2 separate regions of the Rattus norvegicus genome follow, and region 2 is linked to region 1. A link is a contact called in public Hi-C data. All regions are on one chromosome and are shown on one strand. Each heading gives the region's core, a stretch centred on a gene start, on an enhancer-like site or on the middle of the called end of the contact. The rest is flanking DNA. Distances are from core to core; before and after follow the strand shown. Region 1 holds the start of Foxo1 (forkhead box O1). Region 2 overlaps Foxo1 (forkhead box O1).

The links. Hi-C and Micro-C count contacts between places; a contact is called where the count stands out from the background.
Region 2: a Hi-C map of liver shows a contact between it and region 1, with 5 times the contacts expected there. The contact joins the enhancer-like site here to the promoter of Foxo1 in region 1. A contact is called at or near these places in 8 of 12 Hi-C or Micro-C datasets (Schwann cells, frontal cortex, hepatocytes and 3 more).

Annotation. Positions count from the first base shown.
Region 1 is chr2:138,459,693-138,465,804 of GRCr8, forward strand. Foxo1 (forkhead box O1) reads left to right here and starts at 3,282. Exons shown (of 3, transcript NM_001191846.3): 1 at 3,282-3,998. The coding sequence starts at 3,387.
Region 2 is chr2:138,531,920-138,537,425 of GRCr8, forward strand. Foxo1 (forkhead box O1) reads left to right here. Exons shown (of 3, transcript NM_001191846.3): 2 at 4,226-5,506. Among named protein-coding and RNA genes, the nearest start is that of Foxo1, 72 kb to the left of the region's middle. Within about 2 kb of position 2,007, at least 22 of the 93 cell types and tissues checked have an H3K27ac peak or open chromatin away from gene starts, as enhancers often do. A contact at or near this core is called in Schwann cells and liver, where this site is marked.

The DNA of each region.
Region 1 (6,112 bases), core at 2,032-4,531:
GAGGGCTGGGTTTAATGGCTCGCACCACTACACCTGTCATGTTTACATGTTCCACAAAAACACCTTTTATTGTAGTATCTCTCTTTTTTCCACTTTCTTTCTTTTTTTTTTTTTTTTTTTTTTTTTGGAGCTGGGGACCGAACCCAGGAGGGCCTTGTGCTTGCTAGGCAAGCGCTCTACCACTGAGCTAAATCTCCAGCCCCTTTTTTTTTCCACTTTCTTAATCCTCCCTTTCTCTTTCTTTTTTTTGGGGGGGTGGGTGAGTGGGTGCGTAGGGCCTCATGTAACCCAGACTAGTTTGGAATGCATCCTAAACTCCTGATCTTCCTGCCACCACCTCTGAAGTGCTGGGGTTACTGGTGTGTACTATCTTAGGAGTTTATGCCAGAGGCCAGGGCACGGTGTATGCTCAGCAGGCATGCTACCATCTGGCTAAGTCACTGCTTTCTCAGTCTTGTCAGTGAAGACTTCACTCATCTTGGCGGAATTCAGGTGACTAGAATTACCAAGATGCACGGTTAGCAGGAAGAAGACACACCAGCTACAACGATTATTGTATTGTACACTGGTATTACGGGATGGTTATACTTTTTTGCAGGTACATTGATAATATTGATGGGAAGCCAGAAGTGGAAGCTCTCACCCTGGCACTGCTCTCTTAGTGGGATGTTTTACTATCTATTAATCAAAGGAGGCCGAAGATAACCCACATTTACTTTCCACTGCAACATTTTTACAGGGTTACCAGAGAAGAATGTTTAACTTGACATAACTTTTATCAAAGGCACTTTGCCTGTTTCTTTCAAAATCCCCAAAGCACATCATGCCTGCTTTCCCAGTGACTCCTGTTTTTGCATGCATCTCCCTACTTGTGAGGACGTGAAATGACAGTTACAACACAAGGTTATTCTTTACAGACTGGTTTGTACCAGGGGAGGATAGGAAATGTGTGTGAAACGATGTTCTGCCATGCCTATGCTTCAGTATACTGACTTCTTGACACAACCACGAATATTCCCCCTTATCAACTTTTTAAGATGCATTAAAAAAAAAAAAACCTTTGTATTAGGGACATTGATTGTACAGGTTCTTAGGCTTTTTTTTTTTTTTTTTTTTTGTCTCGGCTTAGGACCCCACACATTTAAGCCTTTGCTATCACTAGCCTATACTATGACATTTAAAGAAACAATTGGGGACAGTGGCCTTAGAGAATTTGAAGATTTGGGGAAAGCATTAGGAAAACTCCCTTAACCAAATACTCTTATCGGTACAGTCCCTGAGAAACTGGAATGGAAATGAGGCTAAGGCCAAATTCACAGCTGGATTTCATTGCCAAGAATGGCCCACCAGTGCTCCGCCTATTTGCAGGGTGCGGCTGTCTGACTGTGGGCCCACCTCAGCACAGCGTGATTACAAAGGAGCAGCCAGGGTTGTGCTTTGTGGTCCTTTTTAAGCTCACCCATTTACTCAAGGCTCCCCGCGGCTGTCAAAGAAGACCTCACCAGCCAAAATTCGTAGTCAAGGTAATGCAGTCAACCCACCTCTGCCCTCAACACCTCTGGTTTAGGATCTCCACTCAAATCTTTTTTATTAGTAGGCAGCCGGTTCCGGAAAAAAGGGATTATGAATAGGGGCCTGGATTAGAGACACTGCTAGATGCAAAGTGGAAGGAATAAGAAGTAAGAAGCCCGGTTTTCTTGGAAGCCTCATTTTACATAGAAAAACTCCACGTAAGAAGGAGTGACATACAACAGCAACAAGAAATTAGGAGCTGTCTTTTGGGACATATTTAAAACCCCGATATGCATCTTCAATTCTAAGGTGTCCCTAGTCATTAAAAGAAAATGCCACCCATACTTCTTTTTAAAAGAGAAAGCAAATCAGAAAAATCAAGCGAGGAAATATTTTCTTCAACTCTATAAAGGCAAAAAGGATCATTGTCTTTCTACCTCTGGCTCTGCTGAACCTATATTAGATACCCGGGTTTGGGAACTTAAAGAACTGGAGAGACGAGCTGTGCCCCAACAATTGTGGCTTATCTCCTTTTGCGACTTCAACACCTCATCGCTTCCATTCTCAATAAAAAAGAAGTAAGCAACCAGTTAAATTTAATTAGGGGCAATAAAGTGACAAGATTGTCTCTAAACACTCTCCTCTGACCCTTTAGCCACCACTCTGGTCCTCAGGAAAAAGTGAGATTCTCGTAACAGGAAAGAGGTTCCATAGAAGACTTCAGATCTGAGGCGCTACTGGATCTAGGTGCTTGTGCAACAGTCTTCTCCCCGCGCCGCACCTCTTTTGGGTTCAGGATGACTGGAGGCTGGGGGCTGGGGCTGGGGCTGGAGAACCGCGGAGGCTCGGCTTGCAGGTGTGCACAGGTAGGGTGGGAAGGGGAATCCGGAGCCGCAGAGCGACGGATCTTCACCGTAGGATCTTCGTGCCTGGGGCGGCCCGGGCAGATGCCAGCTTAAGAAAACATTTCTCCAAAACAAACCCCACCGACTTCCCGAGAGCTCCGCGAAGACGCGTGGGCGGAGCGGGCTGAGTGGAATCCACGAGGCGCCCCACCGCCCACGTCGCGTCCGGGAGCGCGCAGCGGCTCCGCGCCATCCCGGGAGTCGGGGTCTGGGCACTGCCTGGAGTACTCGATTGCACTCCGTAGTAAACAAAAGTATGGTCGCCGCCTCCACGCCGGTTTGCCTCCTAGCAATCCGAACACTGAGGCGCCAGAGACTCAGAAACACTTGAGAATTACAGAAAATAATAACGGAGATTAGAAAAAAAAAGTGTGTGAGAAAGAAAAACACCCCGCTGCCCCCCACCAACCTACTGCCGCCTCCCGAGGGAAAGGAGCTCCCTCCCAGGCCCGCGTTCATTGGTTGTCTAGGCAGAGACTTGGCGCGTCCATTGGTCGCGCAGCCTGTCAGTCAAGGGCGGGGCGGCGCGCGCGCCGCCGCGGGCGGGGAGCCGCTGCAGATCCCGTAAGACGGGAGGCTGCGGAGTCGCTGCAGTCCCCGCCGCCGCCACATTCAACAGGCAGTAGCGCCGCTGTCGCGCGGCCGCGGGGGAGAGAGAGCGGCCCGCGGCGTCCGCCGGTCTGCCCTTGCGTCCGCGGCCCTGTCATCAGGAGCGTGGTGCCCGAGCTGCCGGGCTCCGCGGCCTGGTCCTTGCCCCGTCCGAGGCACGAACTCGGAGGATCCCCGACACCGGTGACCCAGCGAAGTTAAGTTCTGGGCGCGTCCGTCCGCTGCGCCGCTCCTCGCTCCGGCGTGCGTCCGCCGTCCGCGGCCCCCAATCTCGGAGCGACACTCCGAGCGCCGGCTCCGCGCCCCCGGTGGCCGCGTCTCCTGGTACTCTCTGCTGGTGGGGGAGGGGCGGGGGGCACCATGGCCGAAGCGCCTCAGGTGGTGGAGACCGACCCGGACTTCGAGCCGCTGCCTCGGCAGCGCTCCTGCACCTGGCCGCTGCCCAGGCCGGAGTTTAACCAGTCCAACTCGACCACCTCCAGCCCGGCGCCGTCGGGCAGCACGGCCGCCAACCCCGACGCCACGGCGAGCCTGGCCTCGGCGTCCGCTGTCAGCACCGACTTTATGAGCAACCTGAGCCTGCTAGAAGAGAGCGAGGACTTCGCGCGGGCACCGGGTTGCGTGGCCGTGGCGGCCGCAGCTGCCGCCAGTAGGGGCCTGTGCGGGGACTTCCAGGGCCCGGAGGCGGGCTGCGTGCACTCGGCGCCGCCGCAGCCCCCACCGACCGGGCCGCTGTCGCAGCCCCCACCGGTGCCTCCAGCCGCCGCGGGGCCACTCGCTGGGCAGCCGCGCAAGACCAGTTCGTCGCGCCGCAACGCGTGGGGCAACCTGTCGTACGCCGACCTCATCACCAAGGCCATCGAGAGCTCGGCGGAGAAGAGGCTCACCCTGTCGCAGATCTACGAGTGGATGGTGAAGAGTGTGCCCTACTTCAAGGATAAGGGCGACAGCAACAGCTCGGCGGGCTGGAAGGTGAACGGCCTCGGGGCGGCCCGGGGGGGTGGATTTGTTGGGGCCCGCCGAGGGTCGGCCGTGTGGGTGTTCCGGGCCCGGAAATGATGGGCGCACGGAGAGAGCGGGCGAGAAATGGCAGGTGTGGCGGGGGCTTCCCCGAGACCTGGAGCCAAATTTGGACGAAGTGCAGGCGAGGGAGTTCTAGAGGGACCCCGGGAGGGCTTGTTTGAGAACTTAAGTGAAATGCCAGAGCAGGCTTGGAAGTTGGCTAGTTGTTGGAGTAGAGGGGCTGGCTTCGAAGGGTTCGCCACTTGACACTCCGGACCTGCGAGGGGTCGGGGCGACTCCTCCGCCCACATGCGCACCCACTCTCCCGACCCTTGGCCGACGAGGTTCCCTCGGACCCGACAGCAGAGGTGACGGGAGCACTGGAAACATTCCCCACGCACACGCGGGGCTCCCGCAGCTGATGGGTTAGCTAAACGCGCAGCGTGCTGAGCGCTGTGCGGGCCAGCAGTTGCCGAAGGTTCCCCGAGGCCGGGGCAAATTTGGTTTTTTTATCCAAAGTGGCCTGAATCGAGCGTTCCCACTTGCTGGGTACGGTTTCTGACGCGCGCGCAAGTGGGTGGCTAAGGTTTTTAGGCTCTGGGCAACCTAAAGTTCAAGTGTGACCCTTGGCCGGGGCGGGAGCAGGCGAGGAGGGGAGGGACCGGGTGTACAGGAAGCCAGAACCTTTAAAGGGCCAGTGCCTCCAGGCTGGGAGGCCACACTTTTGCGCTCAGAGAAGGGCTTCCACAATTGGGCTGGCTTGGGGAGGTATGCTTTTAATTGAAAGCCGAGTCGCTGTTGTGTGTGACCAAATTGTGCATGAGTGTTGTGGAGTGATTTCTCTTCCCATAAAGCTTGGGGCTACCCACGACCTGGTAAGGCTGGGAGCTGTGAGTGAGTATTTGGTGGAAGTCTTAAGTGGGGTGCTCACTGGGGAATTGCCAAAGACACCTGCCTTGAAGGAGGATTGCAGACCTATAAATTAGGTGTTTAAGATTGTTGTTTGTTTACCTTTCCAAAGGTGGCAGGGAGAGACTGAGGCGACTCAGTGTGGACTGTGGCATCTCTACCTTAGGGGTTTGGGGGTGGTATAAGGGCCTAGGGCATTTTGGGAGGAGAGAATCTTACCTAGAAGTCCCTCTCGAGGTGTGGCCACCCCTGGCTGACAGTTTCTCAGTCACAGGTGGGACATAGCTTTTCTCCCACCTGGTCTCTGCTGTATAGCAGAACAGAGATTAGCCTTCACTGCATGCTTGTTAGAGCGAGGTGGTTTCACATACTCTGTCATCCCTGTGGTTAAAGTATCTTAAAGGTCAACTTACTCACCTCATAGAAAGTTCTTGCAGAAAGAGCCAGGGGTTGTTTTATTTTTGCCACAGTGTTTTAAAGATATATACAACACCTTATCCTTGTGTAATATTACCAAGTGTTCCAAAAAGCAAATTACCTATTTTTCATATTCTAAGAATTCACAAAATAGTGGTTGTCTTTAAAATCTAATTTTACTTAACATTTGACTTTAAGTACCTGACTGCTTTACTTGTTTATGGGGCTTCAGCTGTTACATAGAACATTTGCCATTGCAAACAAAACATCCAAACAAAAAACCCTAAACCCTCTGGGCACCCAAAGTACAGTGTGTACTTAACACCATTCTTTTATGTTCTTGGAAAGGGACACAACCTACCTGAGTTTGTGGGAGTGCCTTGCTTTAAGGATAAAGGTAATGTTTTGGGGTATTTTCGGACGGCACTGTGAAGATGCTCTTGAGAACTATAACTTGATTTTAGAAATTAGTTCTTAGAAAAATAGGTTATATCATATATCTTTTTAGTTGTTTTGCTCCATTCTTCTGATTTCTTAATGTGATAATGATTTATGTATTAAATTTTTTTTCCTCGTTGGCACCAAGAACAAGCGCGGGCTTTTGGGGGGGGGGGAGGTGAAGACAGACCGAGCCTTTGCTGCCTGAGTGGCCAGTAAGCTTTAGAAGGGGCCACTGCACTTTGAGAGGAGTAGATGCTTGACTGTAAGAGCTGGTCGGTCGGGGTAGGCTAACCCGTAGCAAGTGTGTTTTCAGTTTG
Region 2 (5,506 bases), core at 757-3,256, 71 kb after region 1:
TAGGGCTCTGAAAAATGAAATCATCTTTATGGAAAGACATGGATTAACGGTCCATAGTAAGTCTTCTGTTAAAGCATGTTTTTGAGTCAAATAATATGCACACTATTAACAATTTATGTCTCTAAACACACGAACTGTTGAGTAAATGTGACATGATTTCCTTCTCAAAAGCACACTGCACTATTCTAAGTCATTTTATTAGTAGCTCAAATCGGAACTCTATTAAATAGTGGTTTTTGCTACTTAGAGTCTTTAGTGTGTTTTCACTTGGAAGTGTAAGAAAGGAAGCATGAGGAGAGGGGATCCATACTTGCTGGGTATCTGTAATCGCTGTGCACAATTACAAAGTTCAGACGTGAGGGAAGATCTAGTTTGTCTAGCATTTTTTAAAGAATTTGTAAGTTTTCTACAACTGGTAGCTCTTTACTCATATGGCCCAGACTCTGAACACGAGGTTCTTTGTGTGGGTTATCTGTACCACCTATGCAGTCAGGGGGTACTTGTCAGCAGATGAGGGTCTCTGGGGACCACTTTATTTTCCTTGTACGTCCTCAAAGCCTCTTTATGTAGGCTTTCCCTGGGGCAGTGCACACCAGAAATTCAGTATAGCTGCTGGGGTTTTCTGTCATAAAGAAGAGCCCCACTGGGAAGCAAGTCGTAGTGTATACATTTATTAGCCATGAAGGCAGACTATGGGTTTTGTAAAGAATAAGTGGAATTATCTCTGCTCCCCCAATGTATATTCCTATACAAAGAGGTAACTTTTGCCAACTTGAGCAGTGTTGTGGATAAGAGTCACAAACCACAAGGCCTTGTTGAGTTCTGTCTAATGGAAGGGGGCTTCTTTCTGCTTTAGTGTCCCCTTTTTAAAGTGGGACCAGCAGCATCTGTCTGCATGAATGCCTAAGAGATGTCCGCTAAGTCACATCTTCCCTGTAATGTTTTTGGGGTGTCAGTTAACACGTTTTTATTGAACTCATCTGTGTAGAGCATCTATTAGAGGCTTTGAGGTTAGAAACTTAGGTTTGATCTGGGGTTTAAGGAACTCTTAAGGTCCACAGGGGCATGAGTAGTACTCAGGAGGAGAGCGGGTTGAACATCAGTGTACCAGGCTTGTGTCTACTTCACTGCCAGAGCTTGTGTCTCAGCTTCCTTAGAATGTGCTTGCCATTCAGGAAGCTTCAGAGCAGGAATGTGCCTGAGGCTTCACCCAGCGCAAGCCTGCCGAGAAGATGGCTGCTGCCTTAGCTCTTCTCCAGTGCTATCATACAGATCAGGATTTGTGTGTGTGCAGCACTTGGGCCTCATTCCCCTTCTGTCTCCTCACAGACTGCTTGTTGGGAGAGAATGTTGAGAGCACAGAATCTCATCGCTCTACTGCTGCAGAGAGCCGTGGACATAGCCCCTCAAGCCTGCCCCTCTGCAGTGTCCTACTGGCTACATGAAAAACAGGAATTTATGTAACAAGCCCTGCACAGCAAACGTTTTCCTGTTGTGGGGGTGGGTGGGTAATTGTTGGCAAAGTGAGTATTCAGCTCTATTACTCAGAGTGACCTGAAATGTCCTTAGAAAAGTATGTAGTGTGATATTTTGATAAGTAAAGGATTGCTATGGCCAACAAAAAAAACCAACAAACAGAAGTCCAAGCATTTAATAGATACTAGCCCTGAAGTTAGTGAACTATTTTTAAACTTTTGAGGAGATTTCTTTGCTATTACATCTTCTTTGGTCCTGGTGAAAATGCCCCTCCCTGTGTGTGCTCACCACGGTCTGGCAGAGCCACCCTGGGCTTATAGAGCTGAGCCCCTTCCCCTGTTAGTTTCAGACAGTCAGGAAGCTGATCTGGAAGGATCTCCTCCCCTATACTCTCTTTATTATTAACTAAATGGGACAGGACAGGAGTCCAGCTTCCTCTCTCTGAGAGCTTTTATCAGCGCTTATCTGTGTGTCTACTGTGTTTAAAGACCACAGTTGTCCTGATGGGACCTCGTGCAAATGCGCAGACTCCCTCCCTCCCTCCCTCCCTGAATGCAGTTCCAGGCGGGCTGCTCTCCAGGCCTGCCCAGACTGCTGCTGCTACTGCTGCTGCTGCGGAGGAATTGGAATTCTGCTCACTGGTAGTGGTGGGCACAGTGGCCAAAGCTCTGGGTGTGGGAGGGGGAAGGGGACAGGGAGGTGGGGACACATGGGATTGAGATACAGCATGAAAGAAGTGTATTCCTTAACCTTTTGGGAGATATTTGGAGTTCAAGACCTTGCCCTTCATAACATGCCTAGATATAGTATAACAGATCATAAGTGGAAGAACAGAATGAAGCCTCAGAAGACACCACCACTGCCACATACCCACATACCTGCCTGGCATCCAACCAGAAAGTTCCTGTTGGGCCATGTCTCATCCGCCCTCACCATGCATCCTGGCAGAAGGACTTAACACATAGCTGTTGTGTTGCAATTCTTGCAGGGAATGTAGTGCAGAATACATTTTGAAATACGGGTTTCTAAGCTCTCTTTGGGCCTCTGACTTTTGTCTCTTTTTAGAAAATGAGATTACCACCATGCTCATTTTGTTTTCCATCTCTTGTTGAGAAAAGGCACGAATGTGCTCAGGGTCATGGAGAAGTCTGACGATTTATATTGTTCTGGTCTGGTACAATGGTTGGCACTTTGAGCACCTTTATTCCCTGTCAACAACATGAGGATGTGGGCATTGTGGCTGCCTCCTTGGGTGACCACAAATCTAATTAGAGTCTTTTTGTGGTCCAAGAGGGGTTACAAAGTATTTGGGCAACTAAGCCTTGCATTTGGTTGGCAGAGAAGTTGGCCAACAAGTGGAGAAGCCAGGGTTAAGATATCCAGAATACTGCCCTGGACTTGGCCCCTTCAGAGCTGCAGATGAGTACGGAGCAACCAGACCAGGACAGAAAGCTTAAGACAGGTGCCTCTTTGGCCTAGGTGTCCTTCGCACTCCCAGATTTGTGCCACAGGATCCCCCAAATGTCAGATGTCACACTGGGGTTTCCTCATCTTCATTTAAGGACTAAGAGACTGACCTATATTCTCCTGTGTGTTTGCAATTTGCACACATTTGTTGTAGCTTTGTTGTTAACATCCTGTCAACCCGCACGTGCACTGAGTAGGAACAGAAGGGCTTCAGCTAGGGGAGCTCTCTTTACCCTGGTATCCCTTCTAATTACTTCTCTGGGTGGCATACTTTCTACAGTGTCCTGAAGTTAGTGGTTTGGTTAGAGCTGAGAAGTTCTCAAATTTGAATGCTGCATTTTATGGGAAGTTAACTTTCTCAAGAAAATAACTTTTCTTTATGTTTATTTTTATTTGCCTGATAGAAAGACTGATGGTATAAAAGAATTTAGGTCTTAACTTTTGGAGGAATCTGTCTGTCTGTCTGTCTGTCAGTCTGTCCATCCGTCCGTCCGTCCATCCATCCATCCATCCATCCATCCATCCATCCCATCCATCCCATCCATCTCTATCTATCTATCTATCTATCTATCTATCTATCTATCTATCTATCTATCTATCTATCTATCTATCTATCTATCTACTGGGGGAGGGGGTAAGTTAGATAGTTTAGACTAGCGTCAGATTCACTCAAAGTCCTCCTGCCTTTTCCTCCCATCAGCTGAGATTATAAGTAGATATTGTGTGTTGCTTTGGGGTTTTTGTTCCTGAGTAGGGATAGATCCTGCTTCATCTCCTTTTCTGTTACCCTTTGGGCCTGGTAACAGAGGATGTCACTTTATAGGAATGATGTTTATTTCACGGAAAAAAAATCACTTTGTTTTTAGTCAAGGTCAAAATCTGTATAAAAGAAATATATGTAAATCAATATATGTGTGTATGCATGTATAAAAGCTATTGAGCTTATTTCATTAGGGAAATAAGTGCCCTTTTTTTAGATGCTATTCTTCCTACACCAATTTGAGACCTTTTATAGTGAGTTTATTACTACAGTTTAGTGCCAATGAGGTGGTGGCTTTTGTTGCTGCACAAGTTAGATCCTCAGAACCCAAGTAAAGGTAGAAGGTGAGAAGAGACTGCAAACGTTATCTACATGCATGCGCGCGCGCGTGCACACACGCGCGCACACACACACACACACACACACACACACACACACACACACACACACACGACCCATGTTGAACAGTAAGTTGTCCAGGGGGGAAGTGCTGTACTTCTAACATATTGTCTTGCTTTACAGAATTCAATTCGCCACAATCTGTCCCTACACAGCAAGTTTATTCGAGTACAGAATGAAGGAACTGGGAAAAGTTCTTGGTGGATGCTCAATCCAGAGGGAGGCAAGAGTGGGAAATCACCCCGGAGAAGAGCTGCATCCATGGACAACAACAGTAAATTTGCTAAGAGCCGAGGACGGGCTGCTAAGAAAAAAGCATCTCTCCAGTCCGGGCAAGAGGGTCCTGGAGATAGCCCTGGGTCTCAGTTTTCTAAATGGCCTGCAAGCCCTGGGTCCCACAGCAATGATGACTTTGATAACTGGAGTACATTTCGTCCTCGAACCAGCTCAAACGCTAGCACCATCAGTGGGAGACTTTCTCCCATCATGACAGAGCAGGATGACCTGGGGGATGGGGATGTGCATTCCCTGGTGTATCCACCCTCTGCTGCCAAGATGGCGTCTACACTGCCCAGTCTGTCTGAAATCAGCAATCCAGAAAACATGGAGAACCTTCTGGATAATCTCAATCTTCTCTCATCCCCAACATCTTTAACTGTGTCAACCCAGTCCTCGCCTGGCAGCATGATGCAGCAGACACCTTGCTATTCATTTGCACCGCCAAACACCAGTCTAAATTCCCCCAGCCCCAACTACGCAAAGTACACGTACGGCCAATCCAGCATGAGCCCTGTGCCCCAGATGCCTATGCAGACACTTCAGGACAGCAAATCAAGTTATGGAGGATTGAACCAGTATAACTGTGCCCCAGGACTCTTGAAAGAGTTGCTGACTTCTGACTCTCCTCCCCACAATGATATTATGTCACCAGTCGATCCTGGAGTGGCTCAACCCAACAGTCGGGTCCTGGGCCAAAATGTACTGATGGGCCCTAACTCAGTCATGCCAGCCTATGGCAGCCAGGCACCTCATAACAAAATGATGAACCCCAGTTCCCACACCCACCCTGGACATGCACAGCAAACTTCTTCAGTCAATGGCCGTGCCCTGCCCCATGTGGTGAACACCATGCCTCACACATCTGCCATGAACCGCTTGACCCCAGTGAAGACACCTTTACAAGTGCCTCTGTCCCACCCCATGCAGATGAGTGCCCTGGGCAACTACTCCTCTGTGAGCAGCTGCAATGGCTATGGTAGGATGGGTGTCCTCCACCAGGAGAAGCTCCCAAGTGACTTGGATGGCATGTTTATTGAGCGCTTGGACTGTGACATGGAGTCCATCATTCGGAACGACCTCATGGACGGAGATACCTTGGATTTTAACTTTGATAATGTGTTGCCC